4 separate regions of the Mus musculus genome follow, and regions 2, 3 and 4 are each linked to region 1. A link is a contact called in public Hi-C and HiChIP or PLAC-seq data. All regions are on one chromosome and are shown on one strand. Each heading gives the region's core, a stretch centred on a gene start, on an enhancer-like site or on the middle of the called end of the contact. The rest is flanking DNA. Distances are from core to core; before and after follow the strand shown. Region 1 overlaps Gm39755 (a long non-coding RNA gene). Region 2 overlaps Camk1d (calcium/calmodulin-dependent protein kinase ID). Region 3 overlaps Camk1d (calcium/calmodulin-dependent protein kinase ID). Region 4 overlaps Camk1d (calcium/calmodulin-dependent protein kinase ID).

Region 1 (4,585 bases), core at 1,199-3,698:
CCTCTGACTCCTGATTTCTAGGTTTAAAAAAGTGCACTGTCTTGTAATTCTTTTTGGTCTCCTATAAGTAGCAAATAAAAATATGGATATAAATGGAATTATTTTTTTAGTTTCCTGTGGCTTTGGTGTTGAAGGCGGCAAAGAAATATTTCCTGACTGAATTATCATGAATTACTATAAACAGGCAATTTATCAAGACAACACAAATACATAATTGTATAAGTAATCATTAAACACAAAATGTACACTTACATCAGAGAAAACACAATCCCAGAGACCTCTACCCAAAGCAGACAGGTCTTCCCAACCTTATTCCTCCCTTGCGATCATTGCTGACATCACTGTTACACGTCCTGTGAGACCCTCTTCATGGAAAGAGGCAAACTATAATGGGAAGGATTTCAGCATGGAAGCACTAATTACTCAGGCTGGCGCTGATGAGGTGATCGATCATCAAAATTATTTAATGATTGAATTCTCTAGCAACTCGATTAGGTCTTTTCTTAATTTTCATGAAAGCGAAGAATCAGAAACCTCCTGGGATTTGCAGAAAGATGTATTACTCCATCAATAGATCATTAATTTTCTTTACTTAAAAAAAAAAATTGGTTTTGGTCTGGCTTCCCAGAGCCCTAGTCCCCTGAGGCAATGGCTGGCTAGTGAGATGAGGAATGGAGAGAAATGTGTCTTGTGTCTGTGATGTGGTTATTAAATAGAAGGATCAAAAAGGAGAGCTCTCAGTTCCATCTAACAGCTCCCCACCATCCGGTGCTCAAAAGAACTATTTTAGGAATAAGTAAAATTAAAAAAAAAAAAAATCGCTAGCCCTGTGTGACCTTAGAAGGTGAGCATCTAGTCCTAAGGATCCAGGTACCCAAACTGGAAGGTCTTGGAATCTCTGCTAGGAGCTAAGTCTCCATGATGAATGGCTACACAGCTAGAGCTCCTCTGACATCTTCAAAGGGCCTCTTCCAGGCCCTCGCAGCACCCTTCCGAATGTCAGAGTCCAGTACAAGGAACTCTCAGAGAAGGGAATTCGGAAGTCCACCCTATTGTTGTTGTTCTTTATTTTAGAGATTCACAATTAATCTGGTGTGACACTCCACGCTGAATCTCTGATGCCTGGCATACAGGACCATCCAAAGCAAGCGTAGCCACTACCTCTCAGTTTCCAGAGGGACGATCCTGCTCTTCTCTCCATGGACAGCTCTCCCTTCTGCACGTGCTTCCTGCTAACGCTAGCCATGCCTTGTTAGAAGTGCTAATAGATCAGGAGAGTCTCTGAACAACCATAACCATACAGATGTTTCCTAAGTGTTTCTATTCATTCTTAAGTGCAAAAAGGTAAACATGGTGTTTCCCTGGCTAACCTTGCCATTAGACAGTACGGAGCCAGTCAACAGAGTATTATCATTAAATGTAAAATGAAAATTTAAATTTAGACGTGTGGAGTGTACATACATAGAGGTTCGTGTGCGTGTGTGTGTGTGTGTGTGTGTGTGCGTGCGCGTGCGCGTGCGTGTGCGTGTGTGTGTGTGTGTGTGTGTGTGTGTGTTAAAGAGAGAGGGAGAAAGAGATTGCATCTAAGAGTACAAGCCTGTCTTTCATTATACCCGGAGCTGCATGATATTTTTTTTTTTTTTGATCATCTGGTTTAAATTTTCCATTTCTCATTGCAAAACTCACAGTCAGGCTGAATAATAATGGAGATGAGTATACAGATTTCGAGGACCACAGCTGGGGAGCAAGACCTCCTAAGTTGTTTACTGCATGGGAATGCGGGTCAGGTCTCCATCGTTAGCATATGGTATGGGACATCTTAGCATCCTGTGATTTCTCTAATCCTCAGAAGAGAGACAAAAATAAGCCCTTTCGGGCTAGAGAAATCAGAGTTCAGTGGGCAAAGTGCTTGTGGTGTAAGTGCGGGGGCCTGAACTGAGTCATCAAATCCCACATTCAAACACCAGTACAGTTCTACACCTGAACTCCCAGAACTGAGTCCTGGGCCTGGCGGCCAGCTGGAATAGCCTACTGGGCAAGCTCTAGGTCAATGATGGGGCTCTGTCTCAAAGAAAATAAAAAATAAGAAATTAAGGTGAATGAATCTGAAAAACAGCAGCCAGGTTTAACCTATGGCCTGCACACGCACATACACACATACATGTGCATCTACAACACACGTGTGCCACACGTGTCACACACACACACCTCCTTTCCCTTTATTCAGCAGCAAGACAGTAAGTTAGAAGTTAACCAACTGTCTATGATGTCTTCACGTACATTTTGGTTAGCAAAGAAATGGCATCAGACTCTCTCTCCACGGCTGGTACTTAAAGTCCACACAGATCAGTTGGTATCTATTGGGAGAACTGGAGGAGAGCCTGCACTGTCTCCCCCCTCCGCCCCCTTTTGCATGCAGGAAGCTATAGAATTGACAGGATCTCTGTTGAAACGTCTGTCCTCACCTGTGAAGTTAGAAACTAGCTAATGAATATTTATAAGCCTCCTCTAGCCAAGGAAGGCAGATGAGAACAGTTGGAAGAAAGAAGATAAAGAAAGAATCAAATCTAGCTTTAAAAAAAAACAAAAACAAAAACAAAATCAAAAACTGTTGAGATTTCTTTTAGAATGTAAATCCTTTTGCAGGGGAAACAAGAGCGAGAGGGGTGGGGGGAGGGAGGGAATTCAGTCCTTACAGTTGAAGAGGAAATTTAGCAGCTGAAATGTGACAGGGTCAAGCCCTTAGCACCCCATATCATGGCGAAAGCGGTCTCTGGTCTCGCAAGCCTGAAAGCTAGACCACAGACACCGCAGAGCATCTGTTGGGAGAGCAGATGCATTATCGCGAGCGGTGATTAAAAGCGATCCCAGGTGTGAGGAACAGCTAGCTGGAGCTGATTTCCCAGCATGCCTCTGCTGATTGAGTCCCTGAGAGAAAGCAGCCCTGCTTTTCTCTCCTTGGTCTCTAAGGAGGAAGTAGGGAATTGGGAGAAGCAGGCAAGGCAAGCGGGTAGCATAAATCTGTCCTGAGGATTTCCTGGGAAAGCAGCTTCGACGCTGCTTGGTTTTCCCCGGGCTGGAGGTGATCACACACCCCGGGCTGTGGTGGGCACATCCTGTGTCAGGGCCACCAGCGCAGTTGCAGGTTTCTGTCCTGCGAGTGCGAGTGCGTCTGTGCTGACATAAGTCTTAGGGACGCAACAGCAGAGGAAAGGCATCTCCTTTCCCGTCAGTCTGTGAAGCTGGCATGTTGCAGGAAAGCAATCCGTAGGGCAGTGGGCTCTCAACCTGTGGGTCATGGCCACCAGCCTATTGGAAAAATATTTCTGATGGTCTTAGGAGCCTCCGACCATAAATTGATTTCCGTTGCTATTTCTTAACTAATTTTGCTACTGAGTGCTGTCTCAGTCCCTCAGACCACTGGAAATAGGTATTTACCCGCGGTCACGAATCACAGGTTGAGAACCGCTTCTGTAGGCGAAGGGTGCTGTGCTTATGTGTTTAAATGGGCTACATATGTGGAAGGACTGCGTTTATGTGTCATGACTGGGTCTTGAGAACAGTGACCACAATAGCCAGTGGATCTCACAACACACCAGAATCAAAGTCAAATATGTCCAACCTGTGCTAGACATATCCGGTAGGTCACACATGTCCCAAGATAGCCATGCCTGTGGTCCAGCACATTTGAAGATGACATTGTATTGCAATGTGAAAAGGTTAGACAGTGAGGTGTTTGGGGTTTCTTTGAGTTATCATTTTGATTCTGCCCTAAATGACATCCAAATCTTTCCAACTCTTAGTTTACTCTTTGCCTGTCTATTTTGGTCACATCCTGTACCTTATCTGGCTTGCTATGGAGAGGGACGAGGGTCACTTCTCACCCAGCAAGAGCTTTCGAGGAATGATTTGACACTGATGTACCATTGGGCCCGTGTGGCTGAAGGGGTGGTCAAGGATATAGCTTGACTGATAGAATGCTCTCTAAGCACACATGAAGCTGAGTTTGCTATCCAGCAGCACACACCAGCTGTGATGGTGAATGCCTGTAGTGCCAACACCGGGGACCTAAAGGTAGGAGGATCATACCTAAAGGCCTAAAGGCATTTAATATCATGCCTTTCTGCTTAGTGAGTTCAAGGACAGCCTGGGTTACATGAGGTCCTGCTTTGAAACAACAAGCAGGTGGGGGAGCAGCAAGACCCCAACACTTGATGCTGGTGGGCCATTGTTTGCAGTTCCAGATCAGATGCTGAACCTCAGCTCTCTGCCTCAATTATCTTGCCTCTAATTATCTTGCCACATACAGCCACTGAGTGCCACATCCGGCACTTTACATTGTAAAGTACAGGGCACCTAATATTGCCACAGCAGCTATCACCATGTTATTCTTCCTTCAAAATCTGGGTGACAGTCATTGGGGGAATGACGACACTGAGCCACAAGATGAACTTTTGATATCCTGAAGCTCCTTTGGGGTTGGAGGGGAAACCTGAGCTAGCAAGGATAGGGAGGTCGCTGGGAGCCGTGAGGAGACAGGAGGTGGGGGGCAGTGTCCCAGACCCTAGAGGTGAGGGGGTAAGGT
Region 2 (4,585 bases), core at 1,230-3,729, 500 kb before region 1:
ATATATGCTCCATCCAAAATGCATTTTTAAAAAGTTTGAAGAAGTCCATAGTGCTGGCTGTTTATCATCATCATTATTATTATCTAGTGTCTACAGAAGTAGTTTTTTCCTATAGGTGGTGACTTCTACACCTCACTAGGGCATCTTGTACTCCAGGTAAATCTCCCATGAACTTGGTATCAAACTTCATGGCCCCCTGACTGACTCCAAGTCCCCCGTCCGTTCTGTGACTCCACACAGCTTCTCAACTTCCATCCCTTCTGTTCACTAAGCAAAGAGAGAAAGCACAAGAAAGATGAAAATGTGCTCAGCCTAACCTGTGTGGGCACTAGTGACTCCCGATTATATTAGCTGTGATTTTTTTTCTCTCTCTCCAGCAAATAGTGCTCTGGGGTAGAAATTATTCACTCTCTAAAATTTAACTGAGCTCATTATATCCAAAGCAATGTGCACTGGCTTAGACCCCCAGATAGTGCGGTGATTCAGAAGTTTTTGCGTGTTGTTTGTAATGTTTATCAAGAGCAGGGAGGATTTTTGTGTGCGCTCAAGTCTGGGTCCCATGCTCAGGGCTCCTGTAAAGCCTTGCCATGCCCTTTGCTTCACATGTACCCACTCATGCATGTACTCATGTCATGTATTCACACCGTGTGCAGTCTTGTCCTGGTGGTGCTTAGAAGAATTAGAATCTGTTAGTCTAGTGTTCATATGATATGTAAAGACAGACATGAGTATATCCTAGGGCTTGTTAATTGGGGGGTGCTCTCCCCATGGCATGTGGTAACATTTGAGGGGCATTTGGTAGTTGTATGTGCTGTTACTTGTGTAAGTGGGTAGTCATCAAGAGCACTGCTAGATCCTAGTGCACAGAACTGGCATCCTCCCCCACAGTGTTATCCAACCCAGCCAGTGGTGCTAAGGTTGAGAAGCCTTGTTGCATGCCAAGGATGTGTTGCCCAAAGCTATAAGATCTTACTAGCACAGCGGGTGACAGTTGCTAAGTGATACCATGCTAGGTCCTGGTGGGTGCCTGGGTGCTCTGAGAGAGTGGAGGAGGGTGATGGAGGATGAGTGGGTGCCATCACAGATGTGGGAAGAGTTGAGGGGATGCTGGAGCAACCACGAGGCACCGCGTGACCAGCATGAGGCTGGGAGTTGGGAGCCAGTATAGAGGAACAGAATGGTGAGTGTGCCCTGCAGTGGAGCCGAAGGCTGTGCTTGGAAAAGTGGAGATGCTGAACTGTAAATAAAGAGGGTGCATGGTTGACTCTGGGGCAGAGGAAGGCCAGGGTGGGCAGTGTTTTAGGAAGAGTTGCCCTTGGTGGTAGCAGGATTGGTTGGAGAAAGGCTAGTCTGTAATACTGAGACTCCAGGCAGGTGAAAGGAACTTGTCATGGTGTCAACTTATGCCTGAAGGACAGAGACACTGCCAGTTACTAGCCTGTTCCTCAGTTTACCTGTATGTAGATTGGGGGCCAAGAGATGAAATGTTTGGCTTTTAAACCTAGCTGAAGTGATGACAAGGCCCAGGGAACAGAAGGTGACCTTTATGTAGTAGTATTGAGAGTGTACCATGTCCTCCCATGTCCCACAGGCAAGAGCTGTCCTCAATCTCTGAGTTACAAAGGAGGAATGGAAGCCTAAGGTCCCCTGAAGCAGCAGAGGCAGGCCTCACTCTGGGGACTTTGTCACCAGAGTACAAACTCCTAAGCTCAAAGCTCATGTGATAAATGTGAGGCCTTGTAGCCTGCCCAGGTGCTGACCTGGGGTGTGGCCAGAAAGAGTGACTCCAGCAGCATCCGAAAAAAGGCAGGCTTAGGATGTGGCTCCATGACTCCGTGGCTTCGTGGCTCTGGGCCCAGACTTAGAGTTTTGTGGCATCAGAGATCCTGTTCATTTCTGTGGCAACATTTTCAGTCTTTCCCCTTTGGAGTCCATCTTCCCTTCAGAGAGGAACTGGGTGCCAGCTCAGGGTTCCTTAAGACCAGCATTGATGCATTTCCCCCCTTAGTACATGTTTAATCATATTGCACTGTTGTCCACCCAGTGAATTGTGTGTGTACGTGTGCTCACACATGCATGTGTATATACATGTGAATGTATACATGTATGTGTATATGTATTATGTGCTCATACGTACACCTACATGAATACATACATGTAAGTACATATGTATATATGAATATATGTACATAAGGGTGTATATATCTTTATATGTACATATGTGGTTTTGTGTGCGTAGACACACATAGACACACACAGACACACACATGTATACACACACACACACACACACACACACACACACACACACACACCCGTGCCTTCTCTATTTACTGCTGGGAGTTCAGAAAGAGCACTTGCTTTTCTTTCTGCCTCCTGCAGCCAGGGGCTGTATATAATGTATTTAAATATATTCAATGAGATGCATGAAACAAACAAAAAAAAGCCCCTCCTGGAAGCTGGATTTACACCTGAGTACAGGTTCCCTGTTGGCATGTGTCACAGCTGTCTGGCAGCCTGGCTACTTTTATCAAGGGAGGAGAAAGCAGGTAAGGAGAGGAGGGAAGGGGGCACACAAGTGAGCAAGGATGTGGAAGCAGAGTGGGCTGGTGGGAGAATGGGTGGGAACATCAGCAAGCAGAGATCCGAGCCCTTCGCTCGCAGGCTCCACCGTGTGAATAAATACATGTCATGCAGAGCTAACCGAGTGTGCTGCTTCCTCAGCCGCCTCTGCTTCCCTTCTTCCTGTTACTGCCGGGCCGGCCATGCAGAATTAGGATGTGGGCTTCAGTAGTACAGAGCAGAAGGTGGACGATCACGTTTGAATATTGCTTTGACTCCGCAGGCAGAGTGCTTGCTAGAAAGCGTGAGGACCTGACTTTGGATCCCCAGCACCCAGCTAAACCACTGAATGTGACAGTCTATGTCTTTACCTCGGGCAGTGAGAGCCAGGGACAGTTGGATCCCAGGGCCTGCTAGCCAGCAGGTCTAGCGGAATTCTGGGGCTTCAGGTTCAGTGAGAAATACTCCTTAAAAAAATAATGTGAAGAGTGATTGAAGGAGACTCCTAACACACACACACACACACACACACACACACACACACACACACACAGAGGTTGGGGGAGGGGTTAAAGAACATTTTTTTCTTGCTCTCCTGCTGTATGGCAATGTTACAGTGATAATCTGAATTCTTAGGGCAGAGACTATAGTATAATGGGCTCTAGGATCATGGGCTTTATTCAAGGAGAGTTAACATTGCTTCTGAGGACATTCGGCTGGTAGGACATGGATGTATGTTAGAGATCTTACAGCTTCAATAGCCCCACAAGGCTTGTGCTTTCCTGTACTTGCTGAGGCATGTGTGTGTGTGTGTGTGTGTGTGTGTGTGTGTGTGTATGTGTCTAACAGTAACAGATGTGCTAGTTGCTTGTAGTGAGTGGCCTGCTCTAGGGGTGTGTGCACATACAAAGCTTCAAAATATCTGTCTGTCTGTCAGCATTAATCCTGCTTTGCAATTTTTAAGATCATGAATCTATAGTGTATAACACTAAGGCTTAGCAACTTCTCAGTGTTACCTGTACCATCATCCCTGTTACTTCTGTCTCTGACACTTCACTTCTTAGAGGAGACTTTTCCTACAGTCTATAGAGCAAGATCTCTATGTTCATTGCAAGCAATGCCCATCCCTTCCTGCTTGCTCAGCAGGGTTGTACAGCAGAGAATGACTAAGAGGAGAAGCAGATGGGCCAGTTGTAGTGTCTGGTTTATGAGAATTTAATTATGCCTCTCATGACAAAGCTAGATCTTGGCTGTGTGGCGTTATCGCCGCTTGCTCTTTATCAAGGCCAAGATGACATCTTCTATTATGCACAGAAGCAAAGAAACACAATGCAGGGCAAAGCAGGGCCAAGCAGGGCCAATCCCAAACAGAAAGTGACCTCAATCCTCCCCGCCCAGCTCTCTGTGTATGGCGTGTATTTGGAAACTTACTGTTCCCTCCCATAGGAAGGGCACTTCTGAACATATTATTTTGGCTAAGAGTCATAGATAAGAAGATATTAGAGTCAGTGAGTATTACCAGCTTTGCTGTATGCTGGGTGAGTAGAGATGGCAGCCACCTTAAGTTCCCAAGTCTTTGTTCATGTTTTACTTGTATGTCAGATGGATTATGACCATGCTGGTTGCTTCTGAGAGTGCCGTGGGTGGTGAGAAGGGATAATATAGGACTCAGATTCTCTGCAGACTTCACTCTGGAGGTGGAAGGAGCCAGGCCCTTTCTTGTATTCCTATCCAAAACTCAGAGAGGAGCTGGGATGGGGGAATCCACTCGACGTTGGGTTTCCTCTGTATTTGTAGCTCTTAGTACAGTACTCATTGGTCTCTAAATATCTATGAAACTGGAACATTTTCAAGTTACCTGAGCCAATCTGTACAGGAAATGATTTATTGGTCTGATTGTTGGAATACTGGGTACCCAGTTATAGACTGCAAGGGTAGGCCAGGGTGGATTTCTAATGGTTGTGAAAGCCTGGTCACTATTGCCTGAGCATGCCACGCTGGCCTCCAGTTTGGACATCCTTTA
Region 3 (4,585 bases), core at 1,304-3,803, 360 kb before region 1:
CCTCTCCAGTATTTGTTCCCTCCTTTGGCTATAGAAAGTATTCTTCTGCATCTTGCAGTGACTTTCTAAGGGTCTGTATGGTATTCTTTCTGGGCCCTGCATTCGGAGAGTTGGCAGAACTGTGGCCATCTGAGCCCTGAGGCATGTTTGTGTGCAGTGTGTGGATAGGGTTTAGAAGAACAGACCGAGTTTCTGGACACCCAGGAAACAGATGAGACCTTAGCTCAGCTGCATGTGGTGATACGTACCCACAGACACAGACACAGTAGTCAGGCAGCTGAGCTTAGAGGGTTGTACGTTCTAGGCCAGTCTGGGCTATAGAGTCAGACCCCCAAATCCCAGCGGAATTGGCTGAGCCCACTATGAAAACCACACACTTGTGATGACTCTGCATACGAGTTTTATTTGATAGTTGATTGTTTTGATTTTATTTCTTAGGAAGTTGTTTGTTAGGAGTTGGACTTGAATAATATCTCAGAGGCAGAACACATGCCTAGCAGGTACAAGGCCCGGGACTCAATAACCACCATTGAAAAAGGCGGGGCAATGGGGGTGCATGGCAAATAAAGGGTTGATATTCTGAGACCCTCTGTCACCATGACTAGCTTAGTACTGGTGGTTTTCTCATGCAAATGGACACTGTCTTGATTAGATATTGGTCTCCAGATGAGCCTAACAATTTGAATCCCTAGAGACTTAAACTGTGTGATTGGCACCCTCCACTTGCCTAGGTGTGGTGTTTTAGAAGGCCGGCTAAGAGCTGCAAGTGTTCCGGGCTTTGCATCGGCACCCTTTGACTTTGATGCCCCCTCTGCCAGAGGACTGACATGTTACCCTGCCTCGGCTCCAAAGACCCTTCCTCTTTGTAGCTGTAAGTGGGGAATTGGCCCTGACCAGAAGACAGTTGGTATCTTGGGTGTTTTTTAAAGCCTGTTCTTTGCCAAGTTCTTATTACACGCCTCTACAGCCATTGCTTGGGTCTTACTGCCCAAGTGAGTGAGTGTTAAGCAGAAAGAACTGCTGAAGTCATGTTTCTGGAAAAGGAGACAGCCAGGGAATGATTGAACAGGGACAGTGTGCTATTCAGGGAGCCCTTGGTGACTTCTGATTGGCTGAGAGCATCTCTCACTAACAGATAGTTTATTGTTTTGATTTCTCTCAAGCAGGTGGCGCATTTCTGTTCAAAATGTGGGCTGTTGGGGCTGGGAGAGAGCTTGGTTGTGAAGATCTTTCTGTGCAAGCAGGAGGATCTGAACTCAAGGTGCAGAACGCACGTGAAAAAGTCAGGCATGACGTCACAGGCTTGCAATCCCAGCTCTAGGGAAGTTGAGACAGGGGGACCCCTGGGCTCACTGGTCAGTCAGCCTAGCCTATTTGGTGAATTTAAAGTCAGCGAGGGACTTTGTTTCAAAACAGAAGGTGGTCTATGGGAAGAGACCCAAAGTTGACCTCTAGCCTCTGTACACGTATACACATGGCCCTCTCTTCTGTGTAGCTGCATTCACCTACATAAACACATGCAAGCGTGTGTGCATGCATGGACACACACAGACATGTAAACATGTATTCACACGTGTGTTTGATGCTGGTAAAGATGAGGAATTCTTGACCGACACTGTGTATTTCCTGAAGATAGTTACGAGCATTCAGCCGGCGATGCCTGCTTTTGAAGATGTATGAATACTCTGGAAAAAGGAAGCCCAGACAATGACAGGCAGCCATTCTGCCTCACCATCCGCCCCTCCTTCAGAGGGAGGAAAATGCTGGTGAAGAGCTGTGAACTGACGGTGTTCAGGGCTCCTGGTCTCGCCATCGTCGCCTGTTAAGAGTGTGTGAGTCAGCCTTGTTCTCTGAGGAAATCTAGATATTTACACTACAGTCAATTTGACTTTCTCCACTTGCTCACGATGAAGGTGGAATGTGTAAATGAACTGTCTGCTGGGAAATTCAGCGTTGACTGAGGTAAAAGTCCATGCTCTGAGTCGCACCGTGAGTGGGAGAGAGCAGGTCAGGACTCCAAGTGCGATTAACCGGGTCTATTTCACACAGTCCAATTAAACCTTCCTGTGGCAGAGACACCTATGCCTTCCTCTTCGTGGGCATTTTGATTCCTACATATTGCTTCTTAGCTCTCTAACTTAAAACCTGAAAGTGAACCTGACAACAAGCCTCTCACCGTGTTATATCTACCCCTGGAGCAGGCTGCCATCTTTAAGGAGTTTTTTTCTGCTTCAGCCATACCACATACACGGTCCATCACCTGCTCTCTTCCACCCGCTCCCAAGCCTTTTCTCCTTCTCCCTGAGCCTGGCTCACTGGCCATGGCCCAGGACACAGGATACCCCTGGGGTACCGAGGAAGACACTGGACCAGGCTCTGTAGCTGTGTGCTCAGGCTGTCTTGTGATATCTACCTTCAGCCTGTGTTTATGAGCTGGCCCAGGGGCCACCTGGCTTTGTGTCTCCTCTCTCTGCCTTCACTGCTCCACCCCATGTCTGGCACTCCTCCACACTCTCTGGATGTGTTAGGAAGCCGGCTCTATGGGTTTTATATACGCTCTGCACATACTGCGTGCTATGCGGCTGCTCCAGGCAGCAGACTTGGAGAGAAGCACGGGAACAGCCACAGGTCTGCTTTCCTTGCCCACCTGCCCCCTCCACTGCTCCACTCTGAAGTGTGAACAGGGTACTCCCTGTGTCCTTGTCCCTCTTCCCCTGAGAGGTGTCACAGTCCAGTGCTATCTTGGGAAGAACCACTCCCCTGGGCAGAGCTGATCATATTTTGTATCCAGATGTTAAATCCATGAGTGAGGCCAGCTCTTGTCCCAAGAATAGAAAGAGAGAGAGGCAGAGGGAGCGGGAGGGGGAGGGGGAGAGGGAGAGAGAGAATTAAACAGGAAAAATATATAAACAAAACCAAAAAATGAACGAACACTAGATGGTCTCTCCACCTCCACATCCTTCGAGCAGATCCCCACACTGCCAGTCTTGAGTCCCCAGGTTTCTCCCTTAATTGTCTCAGATGAGCCATGTCACTCGTAAGTCCTCCCATAGCTTCCCGATTCTTCCTGATGACCTTGATCCTCAGAGGTGACCTAGTTTTTCTAAGGCTCCTTTCTGTATGGTTTCTGCTTCTTACCCCTCAAGTGTTCTTTGATTCTTTTGCCTGCCATGTTCTCTACCTGCAGTGGAATAAGTGCGGCTGGCCATTCACCTGCCACAGCATTGTGCGTGTGAGCTTAAGGGGTGGAAAATTTCCATACAGGCATATGCATTTGTTTATGTGTATTGGCATCTCCTCACCTCTTCCCTATCCTCATAGTTGTATTGCTGGCTTCTTGAAATTATTTAAAATTACTGTTGGGTTTTAAATAAATCCTAAATAAGAGGGGGGATTTAAAAGAACCCCAACCTCTCTCTCCCTCTCTCTCTCTCTCTCTCTCTTATCTGTCTGTCTGTCTGTCTGTCTGTCTGTAGGTCAGAGGTTAACATCACATGTCTTGCTCTACTGTTCTCTATGTTATTTTTTGAGGCAAGATCTCTTATGAACCTGGAGCCTCCCCATAGTGTGATGGTTGAATAAGAGTGGCCACATAGGCTCATATATTTGACTGCTCAGTCATCAGGGAGTAATACTACTTGAGAAGGATTAGGAGGTGTGGTCTTGTAGGAAGTGTGTCAATGGAGGTGAGCTTTGGGGTTTTAGGAGCTCAAGCCAGACCCAGTGTCATTCTCTGAACTTGAGCACTGGTTCAGCTAGCCTGACTGACCAGTGGACTGCATGGACTCACCTGTTTCTACTTCCCCAGTTAGACACACTACCATGCCCAGGTTTGACAAGGGTCCTGGGTATCTGAACTCAAGACCTTGTGCTTACACAGCAAGCACATTATCCACTGAGCCATCTCCCAATCCTTGAAGATAACTTTTTGAGAATTAGGGCAGAACTTGCCTTTGTATTGAAATGTATCAGTAACAACTGTCTTGGGGCATAGTTTTTAAATTGAATTTCTAAATTGTTTTATCAATATTACTCCCTTCCCTCTGTTTATTTTGTTTGTCTTGTCTTTAGTTTTTAGTAGTAGATTGTTTTATTGGTGGTGGTTTTGCTGGGAATCAAACCCAGAGTCTTGCCTGTGCTAGGCAAATACCCTATCATAGAGCCCTGATAGCAGAACATGTTTTAAAGCTGTTGAACAGAATCCAGTACCTAGACAGGGAAGTACACTATGTATCAGTGTGAATTTTTGACTTCTGATTTTACATTGTCTATGGTAAATTCTGCTAGTGCAGACAATAGATACGTTGGTGGTCTCAGGGTCTGCACTGAATTTTCTAAAATATTTGGGAAACCAGAAGACCATAAAAACAAGATAGGAAAACACCAGGGAAAGTGGGTGTAATGACGTCTGGTGCTCAGGGAGGCAAAGATCTTTCTGCCTGGCTGCTGTGATAAGGTAAGGCACTGCCACTGCACCCAGTGGCCTGTGTGTGACCTCAGCCTGGCCCAGATCACCTTGGCTTTTGGCTTACAGACTGTGATCATCTGAGTCTGCCAGCTGCTCTGCTGAACAGGAGAGCAGTGA
Region 4 (4,585 bases), core at 1,256-3,755, 290 kb before region 1:
GTCATTCAGTTAGATGCTTGCCAGGATGGACACCCCCTCACCTGCTCCCATTTCCTATAAAACCTTGTCCCAATGAGAATTCAGGGCTACTTCACCAAACTGTCCTGGAGGTCTGTGGTGAGTAAGTCCAAGCTCAAGTTTATAAGAAAGAGACCCTAATATGATTACATCAGAGTTGGCTCCTGGATGGTCTTTTGGGCTCTTAAAGGAGACACAACACACCCCAGTGAGTGTTTTTATTTAGCAGATTTCTTCTGCAGTTAACCCTAGGGGAACATGGAAACATCTCTGCCAGTTCTCTGTGGACAATAAATGTCTTAATCTAGCTCTTGGGTTCCCATACGCTAGGAAGTACAGCTGAGAGGTTCGAATGGGATATGCCGTAAGGCATGACAGATATCAAGCTTATCATATAGAGAGAGTCATCTCGATTATGGCTCCCAACTCGAAGATATTCTGGTCACTGGGTATGATAGGGAAAGGGCATTACTTTGCAACTCTAACTAGCTCTCGGTGATACAGGTGTTGCTGATCAAAGCTCTTGTCGTCTGTCAGGAGTTGTGTCTTTGGAAATGACTATCAGAGTGGTGCTACGTCAAGCAGTTACCCCTGATCCAAGTGTGGTTTATTCAGATACTCCCTGGTATCCCAGGCTGAACTTCAGGACTCTGCATACTGAGTATAACTCGAACTTCTGATTCCCTTGTCTCTGGAATTATGCATGCACCAATATGCTTGTCTTATATAGTACTGGAATTCAAACCTGAGGCTTTATGAACATTAGTCAAGCACTCTACTTGACTGAACTCCGTCTCTAACCTTGAAAATTGTTTAAAGTGATTTCCACATCCATGTAACATAAGCCAACCTGGTGGCTAGAGCCTATTTCTGAAGACACCACACACTTGGATCCGGGATAGAGAAATGGGGCTAGAAACACTCCGGAAGCTTCCTCCTGTTGGCCACTGCATTCATGGTGGCAGAAGGTGCTGGTAGGTTGCTAAGGCATTCGATTCCTCAGCAGCCCTACCTAGGAGTAGTGTACTGGCTGGCAATGTGAGATGTGCTCATTGATGTAATATTAGCATACTTGCTTGTAGGCAACCCAGTGCTTTCTGATTGGATCTGTTCTTGCGCGCGCTCGACTGGCCAGGAAGAACGATGCTGCAACAGGATCCTTCTGCACACGTTTATTGGGAGAGCTTGATTGTAGAGGCGAAAAGACTTCAAGCCCAGAACTAGTGCTGCTTTTATAGGCCTAGGAGGGGCGTGTCTCACACCCGGATTGGTTATGCACTAAGCCTCATTTGCATGTTCCTCATCTGATTGGCTACTCTCTCTCAGTACCTTACAGAACCTCATTATCATACCTCATTTGCATATCTCACATCTGATTGGTTATACTCTCAGTACCTTACAGAACCTCATTATCATGCCTGGGCCAGGCAGTGTCTTTGCAAAAAACTTTACTGCATATGTACACATTGGTTGTTTGTCCAATCTTATGCATGGTGGCCAGCAGTAGTCAGTGCCACTCAGCAACGGCACATGTGGCTTCCCACAATCTGTGACCCGCTCCACGGGAGGAATAGATACCTGCCACTGTAAACTTGGTCAGAACTTGCACCTACTTTCTTCCTTGGTCAGAGAAGTATCTTTAAGCAGAGGGTGATGGTTAATTCAGAGACTCATGTCCAGTCAAAGTGCTGATAATAAGTAACTGTTAATCCCTCAGCCCTAAATGGAACATCTGTAACTTCCCCTTCAAGACCCAGAGCACGTTATGGATGATGGCTAGCAAGATTATTAGGATTGCTGCCAAATGCCAACTTCTGGATATGGTGGGGCCATTGCACCCATGAAGACACAGCAGTGGACAAGACCTGAAAACACATAAAGGTGGGGGTTGGAGACTGGATTAGTAGTAGAGAGACTTTTGGGGAAGAAGGGAGTTATTGAAATTAGGGTTATGACAGGCTAATAGGGGGTGGATGGTATCAAGATGAATTGTATGTGTATAATACTGAAAGGTTTTCTTTTAATTGCAAGAGGGAAGGCAATCTGACTCATCTGTGGAACTCCTAGCATCAGTGAGAGGAGAGGCAAGTGTTAGGGCATCATGCAGAGCATACTTGTCCAGGTTTCATTTCTTCATGTACATCTGAAGGTGAATAATCTGTGTATCAAGACATGGACCATTAACAGCCAGAAGAACTGATGCTTGTTGTTGGGTGAAGAGAGACGTGTTGAATGGCATGAGGAAGCTGACACATTGTGACTAGTCTCCTCCAACAAGTCCCTTCAAGGCATTCCTATTCATCTTTCAATCTGACCAATGCTCCGGGGTAAGGAGACCTGGGGATGATATCTCAGAGACAACAACTGTTCACACATTTTCTCATTTCAACTCCAGCAAACAGGGTTTCGTTGGCACAAGCCAGTGGTTGTGATTTAGCATGGAAATAGGAGCCTTTCTGGCTATTTGGGTCTTCCAGGGTTGTTTTTGGTTTTGGTTTTGGTTTTGGTTTTGAGAAGGAAACCACTACAATGAGATGTTCCTTTTTTGTTAATGACCCTAAAAGAGTCAACAAAGGTTCGGATCCACGGCCTTTCATTTTCCCATACAAGAGGTTGCTCTAGGCAGGTCTGCTGAGATGTGTGTTATGTCCACTCTCACCCTTCAGGCTGTTGAGCCTGAGAATTAATTGGGAGCCAAAGACTTGCAGGAACCACGTGGGGAGTTCTGAAAAGCAGACCACAGGACACTTGGCTGCTGGTGCTGATTAATTCCCTCTATGGAGGCCTTTGACCAGGCTTATGAGGGATGTTAAGGAGTGGGCACAACTCAACAGGCTTGAAGCAAGAAGAAGATCTGGGTTCGAGGGCTGAGGATATACCTGAGTTGCTAGCGCACTTGCCTGGTATGCATGAAGCCCTGGGTTTGGTGCCCAGTACCACAGAAACTGGGCATGCTTTTAAACTATATTAACTATGTCTTGTTTCAAGGATACTCCCAAGTCACACAAATGCAAGGTCATTTTTAAAATATGTCTTACATACTTTCAGTATCAGAAGTGTACTCGGAATGGTGTCTGCTGCGCAGGCTTTCCAACTCTGTCCCAGAGTTACTGGTTCTAACAGAACGAAACACGAGGTCAGATGTGCATGTCTGATATCAATGATCTTCCACAGTGAGTTCGTTTCACCCTGTGTTTCCATTACGTCTCACTGTCGACTGATGGATACAGGAAGCACTTGAAAATTTCAAAGTAAAAATAAATGCTATTTTTTTTCTCTTTTGTCCACACATTCTAAGCACATTGAAAAGTGATTCTTAGAGCAGAACTTTTCAATGCTTGGTGTGTAGGCACACACCATGTGCTTTGTTTCCATATCTAATAAATGGTTCGTGAAGGATTTTAAATTAGCCTATAAACTGGAATTGATAGCATTTTAATGGCATAAAGGGAATCGTATAGTTAGAGAGAGAACTGACATGGTGTCCAGTGTGCTTTAATCTTTTAACAAATGATTGCTTTTATGTTTACTGCTGTTTTGTCTGCTTGTATGTCTGTGCACCATGAGTAGACCTCGTGTGCCCAGAGGTCAGAAGAAGCTGTCTGGTCCCTGGAGACTAGAGTTATGGATATTTGTGACCACCATGTGGCTGCTGGGAATGGAACCCAGAGTCTTTGGAAGAGCAGTCAGTGTTCTGAACTGCCGAGCCATCGCTCCAACCACACACAGTGTGTCGAGTTTAATTAAATCCAATTCTGCCAGAAAATTAAGGGAGACAGCCTTCCTCTCCAAATAAGCCTACAGAAACCACAGCCAGAACATGTTGGTAGTATCCTTTTTCATGATTTTTTATATCATTGCAAAATGGAAATATAAAGATAAAGTGATTTCCTTGAGGGGGGAGTGAGATATTTTCACTCACCTCTCCCAGATTCTCAGTTCTCAGGAGTCTGGTCTTAAAACAACCCCTCCCCTCTGTATGTGTGTGTATGTGTCTGTTTGTCTATCAGTTAGTCTGTCTGTCTGTAGGGGGTGGGGGAGGAGATGAGGTCATGTGGAGGTCAGAGGTCAACTATGATATTTTTCCTCACTCTCTTTCCCGCATACTTTTTGAGACAAAGTGGTATTGGGAGGATGATGGAGCCTTTAGGAGACTGGGCCTAGTGGAAGGGAATTAGGCCACCAGGAGAATTGACTTAACAGGGACATAGGGCCCCAACTCCTAAACTTCTAGAAGACTTCAAGATGTATACATTGGTAAGGACATCCTAAAAGCCCAGGATGTAGCCCGAAGAATCATTAAACTTAAAAAGCTGCTGCCTAGCAAAATCAATCAGCCAAGCACACAGACAGCCCATGAAACACGAGGAAATGTTTGGCAGCTATACTTCAAGCAGGCAGTTAATATCTAGGATATATAAAAACTGTAAAAGTCGAACATTGCCTTCCCACCCCCGCAAAAACAAAACAAAACAAAAAAACCCTGCCAATCAGAAATGCAAAAGGCCAATAAATATTTCTGTGTTATTTTAATTTTGTATTTCTTTTTATGTATGTGTATGCTTGT

Evidence for each region. A called contact is a pair of places that touch in the nucleus more often than the background predicts. HiChIP or PLAC-seq counts read pairs in DNA pulled down with a chosen protein or histone mark.
Region 2: a Hi-C map of forebrain shows a contact between it and region 1, with 4 times the contacts expected there. The contact joins two enhancer-like sites. A contact is called at or near these places in 6 of 484 Hi-C or Micro-C datasets (the N1E-115 cell line, cerebral cortex, cortical neurons and 3 more) and 1 of 115 datasets of contacts at active chromatin or transcription factors (embryonic stem cells).
Region 3: a contact with region 1 is called in an H3K27ac HiChIP or PLAC-seq map of SST interneurons, with 6 times the contacts expected there. The contact joins two enhancer-like sites. A contact is called at or near these places in 2 of 15 datasets of contacts at CTCF or cohesin (the NIH/3T3 cell line and large pre-B cells), 36 of 484 Hi-C or Micro-C datasets (the AML12 cell line, B cells, the C2C12 cell line and 20 more), 8 of 115 datasets of contacts at active chromatin or transcription factors (SST interneurons, astrocytes, bone marrow-derived dendritic cells and 5 more) and 1 of 9 other capture datasets (embryonic stem cells).
Region 4: a contact with region 1 is called in a Hi-C map of stem cell-derived primordial germ cell-like cells, with 1.5 times the contacts expected there. The contact joins two enhancer-like sites. A contact is called at or near these places in 2 of 39 promoter capture datasets (embryonic stem cells and hippocampal neurons), 5 of 15 datasets of contacts at CTCF or cohesin (the NIH/3T3 cell line, large pre-B cells, pro-B cells and 1 more), 140 of 484 Hi-C or Micro-C datasets (the AML12 cell line, B cells, the BV-2 cell line and 70 more), 24 of 115 datasets of contacts at active chromatin or transcription factors (the NIH/3T3 cell line, SST interneurons, astrocytes and 12 more) and 2 of 9 other capture datasets (embryonic stem cells and pancreatic islet).

The regions. Positions count from the first base shown.
Region 1 is chr2:5,096,529-5,101,113 of GRCm38.p6, reverse strand. It overlaps Gm39755 (a long non-coding RNA gene), which reads left to right. Exons shown (of 3, transcript XR_865945.3): 3 at 1-98. Among named protein-coding and RNA genes, the nearest start is that of Gm39755, 4.6 kb to the left of the region's middle. Within about 2 kb of position 2,448, at least 54 of the 459 cell types and tissues checked have an H3K27ac peak or open chromatin away from gene starts, as enhancers often do. A contact at or near this core is called in SST interneurons, cortical neurons, forebrain and 1 more, where this site is marked.
Region 2 is chr2:5,595,180-5,599,764 of GRCm38.p6, reverse strand. All of the region lies in intron 1 of Camk1d (calcium/calmodulin-dependent protein kinase ID), which reads left to right. Among named protein-coding and RNA genes, the nearest start is that of Gm36853, 120 kb to the right of the region's middle. Within about 2 kb of position 2,479, at least 34 of the 459 cell types and tissues checked have an H3K27ac peak or open chromatin away from gene starts, as enhancers often do. A contact at or near this core is called in cortical neurons and forebrain, where this site is marked.
Region 3 is chr2:5,456,274-5,460,858 of GRCm38.p6, reverse strand. All of the region lies in intron 2 of Camk1d (calcium/calmodulin-dependent protein kinase ID), which reads left to right. Among named protein-coding and RNA genes, the nearest start is that of Gm36853, 24 kb to the left of the region's middle. Within about 2 kb of position 2,553, at least 22 of the 459 cell types and tissues checked have an H3K27ac peak or open chromatin away from gene starts, as enhancers often do. A contact at or near this core is called in SST interneurons, where this site is marked.
Region 4 is chr2:5,390,576-5,395,160 of GRCm38.p6, reverse strand. The region is part of intron 3 of Camk1d (calcium/calmodulin-dependent protein kinase ID); the gene reads left to right. Among named protein-coding and RNA genes, the nearest start is that of Gm36906, 78 kb to the right of the region's middle. Within about 2 kb of position 2,505, at least 12 of the 459 cell types and tissues checked have an H3K27ac peak or open chromatin away from gene starts, as enhancers often do. A contact at or near this core is called in stem cell-derived primordial germ cell-like cells, where this site is marked.